2 separate regions of the Sus scrofa genome follow, and region 2 is linked to region 1. A link is a contact called in public targeted proximity ligation data. All regions are on one chromosome and are shown on one strand. The core of a region is the stretch at or near the end of the contact, and the rest is flanking DNA. Distances in the headings are between cores, read along the strand shown.

Region 1 (3,472 bases), core at 851-3,350:
TCTGTGGGGTATTTAGATTGTAAAGACACTGAACCTTTAGATTATTTGGAGAGAACTGGAGTTTAACAATATTGAGTCTTTCCAACTATGAACATGGTACATCTCCAGCTACTTAAGTCTTCTTTGATTTTTCTCAACAATGTTTTGTGATTTGCAATGTAAAAGCTTTATATGTATTTCATTAAGTTTACTCCTAAGTATAGAAATCTCTTAAAATTCAAATTGGTTCTCAAAATTTAAAATAGAGGAAAATTCACAATTAAAAAAAAAATCTAGATTTCTAGCTTCCTTTGGAAAAAAATCAGAATATCAGAAATTCTGAGCCTATACGCCCACATGCCATCAATATACCAAAACTGAACAGTGACTACCCTCTCTAGACAGGGGCATTCTCTCCAAACTGCCACAGTTCCTACCATTCTTTATTGAAATCCCTGACCGACCCAATTCCATTCATGTAAGTGACTTGCTTGGAGATATAGACAGCTATAGACAGAGAAAGGCCAGGGAAAGAGGACGAATGATATGATGAGACTGGCATTTGAAACTCTGGCTTAGGTGTGGAAAAATGATTAAGGTCCGAGGGAAGGATGGAAACAGGAAAATTAGTTAAGAATTTATTCACGTGGTCATGGTCATGGCTTGGACTAGCTAGGGTGGTTTTAGTAGAAGAAAGGAGAAGTCGACAAATGAGACAAGTGATTATTGATAGAAATGGATGAATGGACATGTCAAAGAAGACCCTTCACATCTCTGGCTTAGGTAACTAGGTAGGAAGAAGTATCATTTGCAGAAAGGGCGAACACACTGGAGCAGAACAATTTCGACAGGAGGAAATGAAGAGTTTCATCTGAGGAGTTCCCACTGTGGTACGTTAATAATATCAGCTTATCCCTGTGGAGGCACTGGTTCAATCCTAGGCCCAGCACAGTGGGCTAAAGACCCAGCATTGCTGCAGATGCAGCATAGATCACAGCTCCAGCTAGGACTCTATCCCCTGGCCCGAGAACTTCCATATGCCACAGGGGCCGCAGAAAAAGGAGGAGAAAAAAAAAGTTTAGTTTGAAATGTATATCTGAGGTGTCTGCAAGACATCCAGGCAGAGGTGGCTAAGTGATAGGTGCTCAAAAAAGAAAGAGATACGCATTTGGGAATCACTGGTATTTAACTGGTGTTAAATGTGATGGGATTAGATAAGATCTTCTACAGAGACAACAAGGTTTGGGGCAGAGTCCTGAGAAAATTCCACACTCAGGCTAAGCTGAAGAACAGCTAGCAAAAGAGAAAGAGTGGCAGAAGAGGTAGAAGAAAGAAATAAGGCATCAGATGAAAAACTAGGAGAATAATATCATACCAAGAATACAAAATGGTTCAAGAAAGAAAGTGATCAACTATGTTAAACACCACTGGAAAGGAAAAATGTGAATGAAAATGTCATTCTGGAGTTCCCGTTGTGGCGCAGTGGTTAACGAATCCGACTAGGAACCATGAGGTTGCGGGTTTGATCCCTGCCCTTGCTCAGTGGGTTAAAGATCCTGCGTTGCTGTGAGCTGTGGTGTAGGTTGCAGACGCAGCTTGGATCCTTCGTTGCTGTGGCTCTGGCGTAGGCCAGTGGCTACAGCTCCGATTCGACCCCTAGCCCGGGAACCTCCATATGCCGCGGGAGCAGCCCAAAAAAATAGCAAAAAGACAAAAAAAAAAAAAAGAAAGAAAATGTCATTCTTTCATTTATTAATTCATTGAAAAAATATTTATTAAACGCCTACTACGTGCCAAGTCCTGCTGGTGCTGAGGATACAACAATAAACAAAACAAAGTACCTGCCCTTGTAGAGACTGCCATCTAGTCAGAGGATTCAGACAGCAAATACATGTCAAGAGGTGATTAATCCTGTGGAGAAGGTGAAAGCAGGATAAGAGGAAAAGGATATGCCTTAGGATTGGGGAGTCACATGGCTTTTTTACATATGATGGTCTAATATTGTGACATCTGAGCAAAGAGCTAAAAAAAAAAAAAAATGAGGAAGTAAACCATGTGAAAATCTACAGATTAAAGTATTTCAGGCAGAAGGAACAGCAAACACAAAGACCTGGTATGACCCAGTAACAACAAGGAATCCTGGAGTTCCTTTGTGGCTCAGGTCCTGCTGTGGTGTGGGTTCAATCCCTAGCCCAGGAACTTCCACATGCCACGAGTTTGGCAAAGGAAGAAAGAAAGAGAAAAAAACCCAGCAACTGTACAGTAAGCAAGGGAGAGAGTGGAAGATCATGAAATTGACTCCAGAGAGAAAAATCCTAAGATCTTCAGTCCCATGTGGAGAGCAGTTCATAAGAAATCAAAGGCAGAAGTATGGAGTCCAATTCAAAGGAAGCTATTGAAATAATACAGGGAAGAGATAATAATAAGAATGGCATGATGGTCAGTTGAATGTGCATCAACTTGGTTAGGCTATAGTCCTCAGTTATTCAAACATTAATCTAAGTGCTGCTGCGAAGGTATTTTGTAGATGTGATTAACATTCATAATCAATTGACTTTAAGTAAAGATTATCCCAGATGATCTGGGTGGGCCTCGTTTAATCAGTTAAAAGGCCTTAAGAGCAGAACTGAGATTTTCCAGAAGAAATTTCACCTGTGGATACCAACATCCACTCCCGCCGCTGCCGCCGAGCGTTCCAAACTGTCTTTTCTGTCAGCCTAGCCTATGATGCTGCAGTTGCCTAGCCAGCGTCCCCCCCACCCCCGCCACCCCAAATCAGATAAAGAATAAATCCTTGTAATAAGTCCCTTAATCTCCTACTTGTTCTGTTTCTCTGATTGAACCCTGACTGATAAAGATTTTGGTATCTTGAAGTGGGATTGCTGCTATAACATATTCTTTTAAACATGGAAATGGCTTTGAAATTAGATAACGAGTAGAGGCTGGAAGAATTCTGAGACGCAGGAATGGATAAGCAATGAGGTCCTGCTGTGTAGCACTGGGAACTATGTCTAGTCACTTATGATGGAACATGATAATGTGAGAAAAAAGAATCTATACATGTATGTGTAACTGGGTCACCTTGCTGTACAGGAGAAAACTGACAGAACACTGTAAACCAGCTATAATGAAAAAAATAAAAATCATTATATACTTTAAAAAAATAATTCGGAGAAGCATAATTTCAAAAGCCTAGACTGCCTTCAACAAACTGTTGGTAGAAATAGAGACCCTGAAGGCGATTCTGGTGAGAACTCAGAGGGAAGTGAGAAGCACAACACAGAAAGCCTATACTGTTTTAGAGACTATAAATGTCATCAAAAACAGAAGGCTCGTAAAAAACACGAACACTAAAGGTGCTTCTGGTAAGGTCTCAGAAGAAAATGAGGAATGTTATTAGGAACTGGAGGAAAGGAGTTCCCCTTGTGGCTCAGTGGTTAACGAATCCAACTAGGAATGATGAGGTTGCAGGTTCGATCCCTGGCCTTGCTCA
Region 2 (3,348 bases), core at 143-2,642, 140 kb before region 1:
AGCCTTCAATGGCTTCCCACTGTAGTTGGAGCAGAATCTCCATCCTCCATGTGGCTGACAAGGCCCTCACTCCGGCCCCATCCCCCTCCCCCCTCACTGACCAGGCTTGAGCCACAATGGCTTCCTCCGATGTTTTCAAACATGCCAGGCTCGTAACTGCCCTAGGCCCTTAGACTTGCTTTTCCTTCTTCCTGGGCCCCCTTCCTGCTTCTGAATGGCTGACTCCATCTTATCCTTCAGATCTTAGCTCAAACATTTCCTCCACAGGGTGGCCCTTCTTGGCCATCTTTTCAAAAGTGACCCCATCTCATTCCTATTATCTGTTAACACACCAACCAGTTAATTTACTTCATAGCATTTACCACACTCTGAAATGATCGTGTTTATTTAGTGGTCTCCCTGTTTATTACTGTATCAGTCTTCTCCTTCTAAGTACAAAACTCCGGTGAGCAGGAGCTGGATTTACCTTGCTATATCAACAGGCACATACTAGGTACTAAAATATTTTGAATGAATGAGTGAATGATAATTAGGAAAATACAGTGGTAGTCGGTCAACAAGTACTGAGTTAAGGTGAAAAAATATCAGTTTTCCCACCACAAAGATAGAAGTTGTACAATACATATATTTTTCATTTCATTAGGGTGTGTCCAAGTAGCAGTAACACACAAAGATTAAAAAAATAAATAAATAAAAAAATAAGAGGGAGGCCTAAGCTCTCTGCTGATGACTTAAAAAGGAATGTCCAAAAGAGTAAAATCTTGCTGGCTCCAGCTTCCACACATTTTATAAGGCTGTTGGTATTAAAAGCAAATTTTCTTACTTCTGACAGATTCCAAGGTTGGTTTTATTTCTCCCCACGTGATGCAGTTCTGCACCCCATAAGCCCAGCCCTGCAGCATCCCCATCAACAACTCCATTCAGATGCACTTACACCCATGCCAGCCTTAGGATATCCGAGGCTACCATCACTCTAAATAAAACTGGGGTTGACTTAAAATACTAGGTGGAAAAGGGCGGTCGCTCCCCAGGCATCTGAACACTAAGGCGAAGCATATTGTGCTCTTCCTCACAACACCCCAGCTCAAGATCTGTTCCTCCTGTAACGGGAAGTGGAACAGGGCGTAGAAACCCTTTTAAAGGTGCAGCTCAGAAGCTAAGCACCATTCAATGGCGCTATTACACCTAATGCTATTTGTATCCCTGAACTTGATCAATTAGGGCAGTTCTCTTAACTATCACCCATTGAGAGGCCCTAAACTTCAAAAAGCATGAGAAAGAAAGGCATGCAGAAATGAACCCCGACGGCCTTGCTTTCTGTTAGAGGCTTCCCGTGGCGTACCGGGTACACACACCACATCCTAAAAGCAACACTATCGAGTGCTGAGAGAGACGGGTACTTACGCGGCATGATCCCTTGGCTCACGAGTTCCTCCCGCGTCCGGCGCTGCTGGAGCTTCAACTGCAGCACTGCAGGGCAGCAAAGAGAGAAGGGAGATGAAGGCTCAGTCGGGCATTCCACCACAAAAAACACATTTTCAAATGCAAAGAAAGCCTCAAAACAGAAGGGTGTAGTGTGAAAGAAGGATCTCCTTTAATTGTGACAGTAATTGCAGAAGTGGCCTGATACAGCAGGGTTTCCGTATTCTGCTGTGGGCGGTGAGAGGAAGTTGCGAAGGGTCTTGCAGGGCGATAACAATCCACAAAGTACCCAAGTCTTGCCTCTTGCTCAAAACCTCCTACAACACTGTGACCTCCTCCTAAGACTAGAAAACACAATTCTTAACTCAAAGAAAACATAATGAGGACGACCACCTAGCAGAAAAAGCTTTCTAGATGTTCCACGCCTTCTTCCTGGTAGCAAATGTTTACCACCATTTATGTAAGTACAGCGAATGATACAGCTATTCACACAGATCAGGAAGTATTGGTTATTTGTTATAAAAAAAAAAAAAGCTTTTATATCTAAAAATGATACCTATCCTCACCAAGCAATTCATTTCTCTAGACCATAAAACAGTTTACCATTAAAACAAGTCGTCTCTTCCTCTTCACTTGGAGCCTTTTGTGATTCAAAGCACATCCGGGCTAGTGGAGGGGTGATGGGTGTTTCTCCCATTTCCACTCAGGCAACACCACTTAATGAAACAAGTTAACGGGAATTTTTCTTTTAAGTTAAAAGCCAATTATCTTTATTTCAAAAGCCAATGCAACCTAAAGAGTATTACCACTGCACACCATACAGAAGGACAAAGGCACAGCCTGCATTGAGAGGCTAAGGGAGAAAATGTTCAGAAAAGCAGGCTTAGGGGATCCCAAAGGCTAAAGGAAGTCCCCTTATACAGTAAGCCTTCAATTACAAGGTCTCTGCAAGTCACATCTGAGGGGCACTTCTATCTATTGAGAATCATATTGCCCTAATATCTGCCTTTTCCAACCACAAAGCAGTTTTGAAGAAGGCCTCCAAAAATGGCAGAACCATAACTAGTCTATGTCTCATATTCAGGAAGTCCACAGTAGAACTTGACTTTCCCCCTGAAACCTAATCTATGTCCCATCATTTTCCTCACTAATAACATCACTATTCTCCTCCCCAGCACTAATATTAAAATTTTTGAGCCAACTTCATCTCTGCCACCTCCTTACACTCTTACCAAGTTTTCTCTACCATGCTGCAGTGATAGGTCCCTGGCTGTGTCATGACTTGTGCTGTGTCTCACCCATTCTATGTCACCCCAATCAAGACTGTCCAGTTACTCTTCCTCCAGGACCATGTACTTTCCCAAGGCTTTATCCACTTCAGCTGGAAATGCCTGCCTCTTTACTTGACCTTCCCAACTCACCCGCCAGCACTGAGAATGACTCTAGGCCACCTGTGAACTACCTTTTATCTGTTATAAAATGTAGAGTAATACTTTGCCCTGTGTCATACTTACGCCCTGAATATATCTTCTCTCACCTACCAGTTTATAACTTCCTGGAAGGCAGGGAATATATCTTATTAGTATATGACACCTTCCCATAGCACTTAATACACAGTAGGCATTTAATAATTGTTTCTTAAACTGAACTGGATCTCAAAATGATGGTACATACTGTTTGAGAAATCTAATTAGGACGTTATTGTTGTCGTGGTTATTTACAAATCAACACTGTAAAAACAAAGATTTGCAGAATAAAAGATAAAAGCAGCAACAGCCATACTAACAGCGTACATCTATACAACATGTGCTCTGTGCCAAATACTGTTCTACATTCTTTCGTGTTTTAACTCATTTAATCTTCATAGCTCCCCTATTGAGAGAAAAGGTATTATCCTATTTTATGGGTAAGGAAAATGAGATGTAA

What was found.
Region 2: a targeted proximity ligation map of alveolar macrophages shows a contact between it and region 1. A contact is called at or near these places in 2 of 2 datasets of targeted methods (alveolar macrophages and skeletal muscle).

The regions. Positions count from the first base shown.
Region 1 is chr5:7,789,154-7,792,625 of Sscrofa11.1, reverse strand. All of the region lies in intron 2 of MKL1 (MKL/myocardin-like protein 1), which reads right to left. Among named protein-coding and RNA genes, the nearest start is that of MKL1, 40 kb to the right of the region's middle.
Region 2 is chr5:7,933,420-7,936,767 of Sscrofa11.1, reverse strand. It overlaps MKL1 (MKL/myocardin-like protein 1), which reads right to left. Exons shown (of 16, transcript XM_021092835.1): 5 at 1,405-1,470. Among named protein-coding and RNA genes, the nearest start is that of SGSM3, 83 kb to the left of the region's middle.